Linked DNA regions of Ovis aries: region 2 is linked to region 1. Evidence: chromatin contacts called from public Hi-C data. All regions are on one chromosome and are shown on one strand. Each heading gives the region's core, a stretch centred on a gene start, on an enhancer-like site or on the middle of the called end of the contact. The rest is flanking DNA. Distances are from core to core; before and after follow the strand shown. Region 1 holds the start of CORO2A (coronin 2A). Region 2 overlaps NANS (N-acetylneuraminate synthase).

The links. A called contact is a pair of places that touch in the nucleus more often than the background predicts.
Region 2: a Hi-C map of liver shows a contact between it and region 1, with 2.9 times the contacts expected there. The contact joins the enhancer-like site here to the promoter of CORO2A in region 1. A contact is called at or near these places in 7 of 16 Hi-C or Micro-C datasets (blood, hypothalamus, liver and 3 more).

Annotation. Positions count from the first base shown.
Region 1 is chr2:49,564,039-49,570,143 of ARS-UI_Ramb_v3.0, forward strand. CORO2A (coronin 2A) reads left to right here and starts at 2,198. Exons shown (of 12, transcript XM_042243212.2): 1 at 2,198-2,451.
Region 2 is chr2:49,674,019-49,680,123 of ARS-UI_Ramb_v3.0, forward strand. NANS (N-acetylneuraminate synthase) reads right to left here. Exons shown (of 6, transcript XM_004005271.5): 2 at 5,800-6,015. Among named protein-coding and RNA genes, the nearest start is that of NANS, 6.1 kb to the right of the region's middle. Within about 2 kb of position 3,338, at least 20 of the 54 cell types and tissues checked have an H3K27ac peak or open chromatin away from gene starts, as enhancers often do. A contact at or near this core is called in liver, where this site is marked.

The DNA.
Region 1 (6,105 bases), core at 948-3,447:
GGGGCCCAGCCCCAGTGTCAGGTTCCTGGCCCCGCACCACAGCTGTCGCCCCCACCACCCCCAGGGATTGCTGCCTTCCTGGCTGGAGGATCTGATCCCTCACAGCCCCACCTCTCTACCCAGGGTTGGGCCCCCCAGCTCAGAGCATCCCTCTCCCAGACACGAGGCCCCCAGCAATCAGGACACGCTCCATTCTACAGGTGAGGGAAAGGAGTTACCCAGGGAACCTTCCCGGGGCAATATCCCTAAGAGTAAAGGGGCTCCTCAAAACAGCAGGGGGGCACTGTGGAAGATCCATACCCTAAAGTAGGAGATGCACATTCACTTCTACAGGATGCCTATGTTCAGGGTGCTCTCCCGCGTGTTCAGAACCTCCCCCTAACCCTGATCCTCTGAGGTGCACGTCCCCTCCTTCCTCAGCTCAACCTGCCATGAGCACAGGACCACCTTGTACAGAAAGCTCCATGCTGGGCAGATAGGGGAGAACTTGCCACTGTCTCTCACACACTGCACACATACACAGGTTCTGGTCACCCAGAAGACATTTACCCACATGTGGCAGGTTAATTTTTAAAAAAGGAAATTTGGGCTACACCACACAACAGGTAGGATCTTAGTTCCCCAACCACCGGTTGAAACTTGCACCCTCTGCCTTCGATGAACAGAGTCTTAACCACTGGACCACCAGGAAAGTCCCAACACACAGCAAATTGAACAAAGGCCATGCTGACACAGGAAGGGGTTGGATTTCTGGCCTATCTCAATCAGCAGTAAGGCCCAATAGAAGACTTTGGGACCAGACCTATTGTGTGTTTCCTAGCTAGAGACCCCTGGGTAGGTCATTCCCATTCTGGCCTCAGTTTCCCCATGTGTGCACTTCAGATAGTCAGCAGATGTTGATGTTCAGTTGCCCAGTTGAGTCCGACTCTTTGCTTCGCCATGGACTGCAGCATGCCCGGCCACCCTGTCCCTCACAAGTTCACGTCTATTGCATCCATGATGCTATCCAGCCAGCTATCTTATCCTCTAACACCCTCTCCTTCTGCCCTCAGTCTTTCCCAGCATCAGGGACTTTTCCAATGAGTCAGCTGTTCACATCAGATGACCAAAATACTGGAGCCTCAGCTTCAGCATCAGTCCTCCCAACAAGTATTCAGGGTTGATTTCCCTTAAGATTGACTGGTTTGCTCTCCTTGCTGCCCAAGTAACTCTCAGGAGTCTTCTCCAACACCACCGTTCGAAGCCATCAATTCTTTGCTGCTCTGCCTTCTTCACAGTTCAGCTCTCACAACCAAACGTGACCACTGGGCAGGCGGTCTTCATCAGATGGATCAGTGTTAGGAGGAAGGAAGGGGCAGGGGAGGAGGAGCACACCTACACAGCATCTCTAGGGAGAGTCCCAGGGTGTGTCTATTGCAGAGCCCACCAATGGCCTCCCCACCGGTCTATATGCCCAGGCCCCCCAGAAAGGCCTCTGTCAACCAGCCTGTCCCCAAACGCCGTCCCAGCCACCCACTATCATGGCACAGAGGGGTAAGAGGCAGATACACCGCTGGGAGGTCACACCCACTGGAATCTGGGAAGACTTCCCGGAGAGGGACGTTGGTACTGGCCTTGGAAGGAAGGACAGTAGGAGGTGAGGGAAGAGAACTCCAGGCAGAGGGGACAGCGTGAACAAAGGCATAGATGTGTGACAGTGCAAGGGAGTGCACCAGTTACTGGCCCTGGCACTATGCGAATTAAGACGTTGAGGTGAATTAACAGTTACTGAGCCACGTACTGTTCTAGCTCCTAGAGATACACCACTAAACAAAGAGCTCTTCTCAAGAGAGGTGGTGTGGTAGTGTAGTTATAAGCTTGGGGTTGGGAGCCACTCTACCTAGGGTTGAATTACTACCTGTGTGATCTTAGGCAAACTACTTAACCTCTCTGTGCCTTAGCTTCCTCATGTGTAAAATAGATGAGTAACAGGTAACCTCATAGGTTTGTGTGATGTAAACTATGGTGATGCATTGAAGGTGCCTAGAACTGTGCCTGGCTCATTAAGTGCTAGCTGATGGTATTCCTAAAAGGCTGGACCACCCCCATCTCTGTCCCAGTGCCTAGCGTGCAAAACCCCATAGCCGGCGGGAACGGGCAGCAGCGCCCCCTCCTGGCCACAGAGAGAAAGAAGGGCGTCCTCCGGGTCCTCCCCGCCCTCTTCCTGCAGGCTTACTGAGAAGCCTAAGGAATTACTCCACCAGCCCAGGTTCACAGAGCGCTGCTCCCGAGGTCGGCTCTGCGCACGCACTTCACCAGGCAGGTAAATTAGATCGTCTCATCTAATTTTCAAACAGCTCTCTGAGGCAGACACAGTTACTGCTTCCCTTTCATCAGGGGCGTAACTGAGGCTCCCGGAAGGTCGAGTCCCTTGTTCCAAGCCATTCGGCGAGGGAGCGGCGGGGCGCGAAGGTAGGCGAGTATGACTGTCCCCAGCCTCGGCTCGGTTAGCCGGGCAGCCCGCCCCAATCACTGCGGCGTGTGCACGCGGGTGTGCGCGCCCGTTCTGCGCGCGTGTGCGCGCTCCGGGACCAGTCCCGGGGGCCAGGAGCGCGGACAAGGGCTCGAGAAAGGAGGGGTGGCCCCCGAACTCGCGGGGCGCGAGGGCGGGGCATGTGCCTAGCCCTTGCCCCGCCCACCGGCCCCACCCGCCGACTTCGGTGGGGAGGAGGAGGCGGCGGCGCTGGGCTCCGGGACTCGGAGGCGGCTAAGAGCGCGGAGCCGGAGCTGGACGCCGCCGCCGCCGCCACCGCCACCGCCACCTGCGCGGCAGTCATCAAGGTAGGGCGGCCCCGGGCCGCCGGCCATACCTTCCCGGTTTGTGCGATGTGTGCGCGCTGCGCCTCCGGGCTGCAGCGCATGGGGAGGGATGCTGGGGCTCGGCGCACCGCGGGGGACCCGGCGGGGCGCGGGGGACCTGGCTTCCAGCCCCTCCGCGTGACCTTGCACAAAGCACTGCTCCTCTCCAGGCCTCAGTTTCCCCATCGGAATAGCCGGCGCAGTGGTGGCACGTTCCTCGCCTGACTGTTAGAGTAGGGGCCGCCTCAGGCTCCAGCCTCCCGACGGCGCGGGGCCCGCATGGGCACTGTCTGCGCAGCCCACCCGGAGTGAGCGCAGCTCATGCTGGGTGTGGCTGGCCGTGCCCGTCAGCCTCCTTCCCGCCCCCCGCTAGCGGCCTGGGTGCCTCGCGGGACCCGTGTGGTACTCGACCCTCTCCTGGCTGAGAAACCTGCTGGACCTCAGCTTCCGGGCACGAGAAATAGGCAGGGGGAGCGGACACCCCCCAGGTCCCTGTGGAGCCGGCCTGGGCATGCAGGGTGGAGCCATCAGAGTCTGCCAGCCAAGTCTACCTCGCGGTCTGGGGCGGCGGGAGCCCTGGGCTGGAGGTAGTGGGGGCCTTGGCCCCAGACTTGCCTAGACCAGACCTGTGCAAGCACCTGGATTTAGGGAATGGTGCGGAACCTGCCCTCCCCATACCCTTCCCTTCCTTTCCCCACCAGGTGCTGACGCTCAGCTCGGTGTCCCAGCCTGCTGGGATAGGGCTAGGTCCATGCATGGACCCCAGAGGGGCTCCAGCACCGGGAGAGCCATGTCTGGGTGGGGTTGGGTCTGGGACAGAGCAGGTGTCGGAGGGACTGTGTGTGGCTCCAGACTCTCTGTGTAAAGAAGAATCTTGGCATTTGGCCCAGCCCCTTGGTCAGATCCCCTCTGGAAGGTCTTACTGCCCAGTTGCACACCCCTTATTATGGGAATCTCACTAGCTGCAAACAGAGCTAGGATCTGCTAGTCCTGCTCTGAGCACACAGACAACATCTGACTCCTCCCTGCCTCCCAACCTGGGGTAGTCATCTGGACCCTTAAGCCAGTTCACCTCAGGGATAAACAGCCCCACATCCAACATTGTTTCTCCTGTTGGAGTTGAAGAGAGCCAAGGCGGGACCAGGAAGCTGAGGTGTCTGCCCCAGAGGGGGCAGTAGTCAGCCTGGGGCTTGTTCACAACCCACTTCCTTAGGATTTACCTGCAGGTGAGCAGCTGCCTTAGGTCTGGAGTGAGAGGAGCCAGAGGAGCCTCTCTCCGGACCTTATCCTCTCCTGTCACCCGCCCTGATTGAGGGAGCAGGTTCAGAGCATCAGGTCTGGGCCTTCTGGTCTCCCTTGTCCTCCCACGAGACCTGTCCCTCACCTGGGAGCTTTCTTACAGCCAAAAAAAGGGCTGCTGGGGCAGGGGGTGCCCGCTGGGTCCTCAGAGGTGTGTGAGCAGAGGTTGGCCAAGCACTTGCTGAGGGTGAGCTACCTTTGACTGCAAGTCTGGGACTCTCAGGCTGAAGTAGCGTGACCACGACCTTACCTTCTGGCCATGGAGGAGCTGCACGGGACTTGAGGCTAGACCACAGATGAGTGTTATTATTCCCTCGTAAAAGCAGACTAAGTATCTGTCCTGTCACTCAAGTGTAGCTCCCTCGCACAGGCTTAAGTGCTCCCTGTGTCTCCTGTCGTCTCTACCTGCGTATAATCCGGGCTTTGTTTTCCTGTTCCACTAGTCCAAGCTGTTTGGACCTTGATTTAGAGGTATGACAGATCCTGGGTATTAAACAGTCATCCTAGGCCAATAATTTTAAAATGCACCATGGAATTATGAAATATCTAAGCTGAAAGGAATCTTAAAAAATCATCTCATTCAACCCCGTCATTTTACAGATAGATATCCTCTGTCCCTGGAGGGGATGTGACTTGTCAAAGATCACACAGCAGACAAGCAACCAAGCCCAGAGATCTTTATTCCAGGCCTTGTGTGTATGTCTGAAAACACATACCATATAGTAAATGAAAGTACTCTATTTATTCCAAAATTAGCAGAAATAAATGTAAAAGGATAAAACTCTATGCTGGTAAAGCTATAGGGATTCTCCAGTAGCATTTAATTTTACAGGGCAATCTGGCAGCTTGTTCCAAAAGTCCATGAAAATGGTCCTAACTTCCGTTTGCCCCTAGCCTTCCACTTTGAGGACTTTCCCCTAAGGAAGTAATTATAGGAGAGATGAGTGTAATGCTGTTATTTACAAGAAGTTATCTTATGGTAAAGAAGTGTTTGGTGTTTTACTACAGCTGAATAAGCATTTCTTTTAAAAAGTACAGCTTTTAAAATAATGATACTGAAGTTTCCATTACCAGAGTCTGGCTAACACAGGAGCAGTGTGGTCCAGAGGAAAAGCCACAAGACTCATGTTAGCATAGAGTCAGCCAAGGTTCTTCCTCACCCCATCCTGTGATCTCAGGTCAATTCCTGCCCTCTTCTGTACCTCACTTCCCCTACCTGTGAAGTGGGGTAGATTCAGTGATTGCTGAATTTCCTTGAGCTCTGGACAACTCACGTTCTAGACTGAGCAAATCTCTGTAGCAAAAGCCTTTATTAGGAGGAGCAGGGAACACAAGGATAACCAAAGAATGTTCCAGCCTCCGTACCCCATGACCCCATCATTAAATAAATCCTCTTAGAGGCAAACAACTAGCTAGCATTTTTCTTCTAGGAAAGGGGTTTCCCTCAGCCTTAGAGCTTTGTTATCTTGAAATGGCCAGAACCTGGATTATTTTAGGGGACAGAGATTTTCCAGGAGGATCAGAAAATAATTCACCAAGATTCTCCATGTATTATTTTATGTTGCCTCCTTCAGAACAGATTATAGGTGTTTAGCAATCACACCTATTATGAAGGGCCAGGAGTTGGGGAGCAAACATTTACTGGACACCTACTTTGTACTACCCCTTGAGGTGCCTCCCGGGGGCCTGCAGGTCACCATGGGAAATGTATTAAGTTAAACTATGTGAAAAGGCCAATATCTGGCTACTTTTGACTTACAAGAAATGGCCATTTTATTTGGTTCAGCCTAAATGGAAAAAGATATAATTAAAAAGCACTGTGTTCCTTACCATATAATTGAGAGATTGGCAGGGTGTGGTGGGGGAAAGAGTGATTAGATTACTGTATAAGCTCAGAGAAGTCATGGAGGAAGAACATGGGAGCCTTGCCTTGAATTATCAATAACAATTATAATAAGCTAATATTTA
Region 2 (6,105 bases), core at 2,088-4,587, 110 kb after region 1:
CATATTTAGATTAGCAAGGAGCAAGGTTACTGGCATGGAAATCCAAAGGGTTCAGGGGTGGTAAGGAACAGTATGAGGTCATTCTGCCAGCAGGTTAATGGGATCTCAGTTCCCAAGCAAGGGATTGAATCAAACTGGTGCTCCCTACATTGGAAGTGGTGAGTCTTAACCACTGGACCAGCAGGGAAGTTCTTGCCAGCAGATTCTTTGAATCAAACCAGTACTGCCTGAGCTTTCTCCCATCTTCCCAGCAGATGATGAGCTACTCTAATCACTGGCCTCACTCAGAGAATCACTTTCCTCACTCAGAGAATCACTCTCCTCTAGTAAGTAGGGGTTAGAGCTGCTAGCAATGGCAACCCACTCCAGTACTCTTGCCTGGGGAATCCCATGGACGGAGGAGCCTGGTAGGCTGCAGTCCATGGGGTCACAAAGAGCTGGACATGACTGAGCGACTTCACTTTCACTTTTCACTTTCATGCATTGGAGAAGGAAATGGAAACCCACTCCAGCGTTCTTGCCTGGAGAATCCCAGGGACGGAGGAGGCTGGTGGGCTGCCATCTATGGGGTCGCACAGAGTCGGACACGACTGAAGTGACTTAGCAGCAGCAGAGCTGCTGGAGAGACATACAGTGACTAACCAGCCAGTGAACAGGCCAAAGGCAGATGGCACTCTCCTCAGTCTAGGAGACACCTTTCAGGATGGCCAAAGTACCACTCACCTCCAAGGTGCTAAGCCGCCGCCTCCTCCTCCCCTCTGCTTTATGTCTTCCTTGTCTCTCTCTCCCCTTCCACAGTTTTCTATGCCATTCTCTCCTGTGTATGTGTCTCTCATACTATTAACCAGCCCTAAGATGAAACTGAAAAGCACTTGTTTTAAACATATTTATTGAATAAAGTCTAGTGTCTCCACCCTCCCGACTCTATCTGGCAGATGAACAGAGTGTTTTCTATTTTAAGAGGGAAAATCCTATGCAAAATTTCATCTCTAATGCTCCACTTTGTGAGAGCATGGCTCATGATCAGAGTCCCCAGGGGCATAAGGAGATGAATGAGCCCAATCAAGAGAGGTGCAGGGCACGCAGGGGCAAGGAGGGGCCAAATGTAGGGAAAATGCTTTGCAAAAGCTTACCTATGCTGATTATAAAATCTACATAAAGTGAAGTCACTCAGTTGTGTCCGACTCTTTGCAACCCCGTAGGCTGTAGCCTGCCTGTCCATGGGACTTTCCAGGCAAAAATACTGGAGTGGGTTGCCATTTCCTTCTCCAGGAAAATATACATGGAGCTCTACAATTTTGAAGCGAGCAAAGGGGTAAATTCCAGTTGGCAAAGCTGGTTTCTTGCAACCTTCCTAGGGAGCCAGCCCCACCTAGTGGCCACTTAGAAAACTGCCATTTTGGATTAATTTCTGCAAAGGGTGCCGGTTTCAGTAGTTACCTGGAAGATGCTCGCCTTCCATGCTGAGGCAGTATTACTGGGCCCAGGCCTCGTCAGGCTGGGTCAGCGCCAGTGGCTGCTTTTCTCTCTGTGGACTTCCTGGCTTCCTCTCTCTATGCTGCTTTCAGTCCCCCTTCCATCTACGGGATATCGATACAACGCAGCCAGGCAGCCTCATAACTTCTCTCCTCTGCCCCACATCACAAAGGCTTCTGAGCCTGTATGAAAGGAACTCAATCGAGTATGGCCCTCCCTAGGCATCCAGGGGTTACACACAGAGCAAAGGGTCCTACCAGCAAACTGGTTTGGGTGAAACACTGCACTGTAAGACCTCACCTTGGAGGGTCCTAGTGAATACACTCCTCTAGCTGTTTTACTCCTAGTGTTTCCCACACGTATTCAGCACAGAACCCTTGTTTATTTGGGGAAGGGACTTTGACTCTAAATTAATGAATTAATGAGGAACCCCCTTTCCACAATGTATCCCATGAGAAATCTGGGAGCCTGCTAATTTAAGGGGTAACAGAAAAGACAGGAGTGGGGATGGGGTTTTTCTAAAGCTGCTTCCACTCCCCTTGATTTCCGGATCTATGACAATGAGCTGGGAGAACAGGTGCCGGAGGGCTTGCTCAGGCTGAGGAAAGGATGGAGGGCGGGGATGCATGGAGCCAAAAAGGCCTTGCCTGCCCTCAGCCTAGTCAGAGTATACCACAACACAGGCAGGGGTGCTCTGGAGCAGGGGTGTTGGAGGAATGAGGGCAGGCACTGTGGAGGCAGGCACGAGGAGGGAAGGGTGGCTCTGTTGGATTGGGTCCTCCAAAGGCCGCCTCTACGTCATGGCTCCCATTTGCTTTCTCAACAAAACTCCACTTCAACCAAAGGCACTCTGCTCATTTCAGTCGAGTTCCACAGGCCTCTGTGCAGCTTCTGACCAGGTGCCCTGGTATTTTCTTGGTCTTCATAAAGTTCCACCATGCCTTAACCTTTCCTCAGCACACAAAGAACGCCCTAGGAGAGCACACAGAGTGGAGAAAGCTGGCACTCAGTACATGCCTACTGCCCAGAGGAAGTCAAGGGGTGAGTTCTCAGAGCTGCTTGCTAGACAAACACGGAACAAGCGACCAACCCACCCCGAACAGCCGGGTAGACAGGACTTGCTGGTTCAGCAAAAAGGGACCTGGCGGGCAAAGCAAATGGCACTCTTGCAAAGGCTCTTAAGAATGCCGCAATGGGAAGCCCTTGAAGAGTAGCCCCTGCTTTCCACAACTAGAGAAAGCCCGTGCACATCAACAAAGACCCAGCACAGCAAAAATAAATAAATCTAAAAAAAAAAAAAGAATACATTTCTCCTCACTGCCTGTGCCTTGGTCTGTCAGGACACCAGTGGGGAGCAAATGGCATTCCTAAGACAGAGAAGACTCCCTGCCCCGTTAAGTGTGAAGCAGAGAAAAGGATTCTAAGCAACAGAACAGCTGTCAGTCAGTGGATACAAATCTTGCAAGCCCCCAGGTTCATCTCACCAGGTCCTCACTGTAGCTGTGGGGTGGGCATCTTGATTACCTCATTGTCACAGATGGACACCTGTGGCTCAAAGGTTATGTGACCAGCCCAAGCTCACAGAGCAAGTGACAGTGTCAGCACCTGAGTGTGGCTGCAGAGCTCATATTTACACACCAAACTGCTTCCTGGGAAACCAGGCGGCCCCAGCCACCAACACCCAGACTCCTCTCCTTCCCCTGTGTGCTCCTGACTCCTAACCTCAAAGCCACCTGGCAGCGAAAAGACCTAAAGAAGTGACTTCCTGAGCCGCGGCTGCCCAGCTGCAAGCAGACGCCAGGCACTCCCTTCAGAGCCCACATCCGGGAGCTCAGGTGTCTGGAAACAGTCTGAACAGGAAAGTCCTCATTCCAGGTCCAAGTCACCTTAGTGACCCTGCCAGAGTCTATGCTGGCTCGGGACAAAGGAGCAGGGAGAGCCTTTGGAGGGCAGCGTCTTCACACACGAAGGGAAATGGAGGCCCCAGAGCGGGGAAGCGACTCGAAAAGCTCACATGGAAATGAACTCAGCAGAGCAGGGCAAGGACCTGGATTTCCTGACCCTCAGCCCGGGCTGCTTCCTCAACTGTAACTAATGTCGCTGAGCGCTGGCTGTGTGCTGCGCCTTCTGCGGGTGATCACATTTAATCCTCACGACAACCCTGCGAGGTGAGTTCAGCTGAAGACACAGAAGCACAAAGAAGGTACATAACCTCCACCCGGACTTACCAGGAATGAGAGGCCAAAACCTCATACATTGCTGGCGGAACGTAACATGGTGCAGCCACTTTCAAAATGTCCGGCAGTTCCTCAAAGAAGTTAAACACTGAGTTTCCATAAAAATATATATATACCCAAAGGACCACATACTGTCTGATTCTTTTTATATACAATGCCCAGAAAAGGCAAATCTATAGAGACAGACAGCAGATTAGAAGTTGCCTGGGGCTGGGAGAATTGAAGGAATTGAGGGATGACTGCTAACGGGCACAGGGCTTCCTTTTGGGGCGATAAAAATGCTCTAAAATTAATTGAGTGAATTGTATGATGTGTCAATAAAGCTGTTTTTTAAAAAAAATCTATCCCTGGGAATTCCCTGGTAGTCTAGTGATAAGAATTTGGTGCTTTCACTGCCTTGGCTCGGGTTCAGTCCCTGGTGGGAAATGAGATCCTGCAAGCCACATGATGAGGCCAAAGAAAAGAGAAAAAATCAGTCCCCTTGTCCTGGGGGCAACGTAGGTCCAAGACTCTCCAGCCACCAACATGGAGGGCGGTGAAGAACAGGGGGATGCCCAAAGGCTCTGCTGAGCTCTGGGAAGCTGTACATGCCTGGACAGGCACCTGGGTGGCTGCTGGGGAACCCCAGAAAGGTGTCAGATCTGCCCTCAAGACCCATTTCCCAACTGTGCGACATCGCATAGACTTTCTAGCCCCTGGAGCCTCTGTTTCTTCATCTGTAAAATGGGATATAGCAGGGATAAAATATGTTACTGTAAATGAAGATGCTTCATAAACTATAACATCGAATTCAGATGTAGGAAATTATGATTATTAGATGAACAACTAGATCTGAAGAATGTCATGCTTATGAATGTGCTGTCAATTAAAGAATGAATCTGGGCTACGGAACTGATCCCTGAACTTGTCAAGTTTCCCAGACATCTAGGTTCTTTGCTTCCCCTCCTTTTTTAATCTACTAATGGTCTAGACTAGAGTGATGCTTCTTTTGACTTAATTTACAGACACAGCCTAGGGTTAGAACAGTAACACAAGAGGTCAGAGGCCTACAGAAGGAACTGGAGTCTCTTCAAATACCCTAGCTGACTAAAAGAATCACAATCCAAAAGCCTTAAAAATGTTAAGTTTTGTCTACTGATCCGTTTCTGCAAAGTTATCCTAAGGAAACTCAAAACACGGAAAGATGGTCATCTCAGCATCATTTAAAAGCACAAAAAGCTGAAAGTAACCTCATGTTCAAACATAAAGAAATGGTCACATATATTATAAGTCCTCAAAAGAAATACTACACCACCATTAATAACTTTCAGCAAAAGATATGGAGAGTTACATGTCAATTATAGCTCAATAAATCTGAGAAAGAAAACCAGGATATGGGTAAAAGCTGTGGTATAATATTAACCAGAACTAAACACAGAACTAAACATTCACAAATATAACAACCAGGTATATAAAACAAGTTCAGGAGGAAATATGTACAAGGAGCTGCTAGGTAGAGATTATGAGTCAGTTTTTCTTCCTTTTTTCCTGTTTTCTAAACCTTCTGTGACATTATTTTTATAACTAAATTTTTTTATATTTGAAAAAAGAGCCCATGAAGGAGTCTTGAGGCAGGTCACAGAGCAGATGGAACCTGAGACCTGGCACCAGCTGGACTCTTCCAGGATGCGGGCACGGCCACCCGGGGAGCCACTCCCTTCTGCGAGATGCAGTGTCGCCCCAGCAGGAGGACCCTGTTAGGACTGCAGTTTCCTGATTCTGAGTCTAGGCCACGGGGAGCAAACTGGCCCAGTGGGATCCGCCAGGGGCTTGAGGGACTCTGGGTTGCCAGGGTGGTTGCCCCCTACTCCCAGAGTCAGCCTGTTTTGAAAACCATATTCTCTTTCCTCCAAATCTCACTGGGCCACCAATCCCCCTGGCCTCCTGTTTAGTTGGACATTTACCTGGTCAACGTTATGGGGAACTCTAGCTCAGAAAACAGAACAGTGTAAAGTGAGCAAGGCCTGCAGCTGGCTTGAAGTCAAAGACACCAAGACACCAGGCCACCTGTTGTCCCCTAGGTCTGCTAAAATGGCAGAGGGCTCACCTCATCCATTCCAGAGGCAGTGAAGAAGATGCCAACCTCCTCAGCATATTTCTGCAGCTCCTTGTACTGGGCGTGGCTGAACTCCAGGTGGCGTTTGTGCTCCCCGTATGTCTTCCCCCAGGAATGCTTCGAGGTGTACGGCCTCTCCAAGGCTTTCCGATTAAACTTATACTCCAGCTCACTCTTCTGGAACTTGGCACAGTCAGCCCCACACTCCTGCAACACATATTAGGATTCCTTTAATTTTCGGTCACGGGCTCTCAGAGAGAAGAGAAATGTTGGGGCAACTGCTATTGAACCATTATC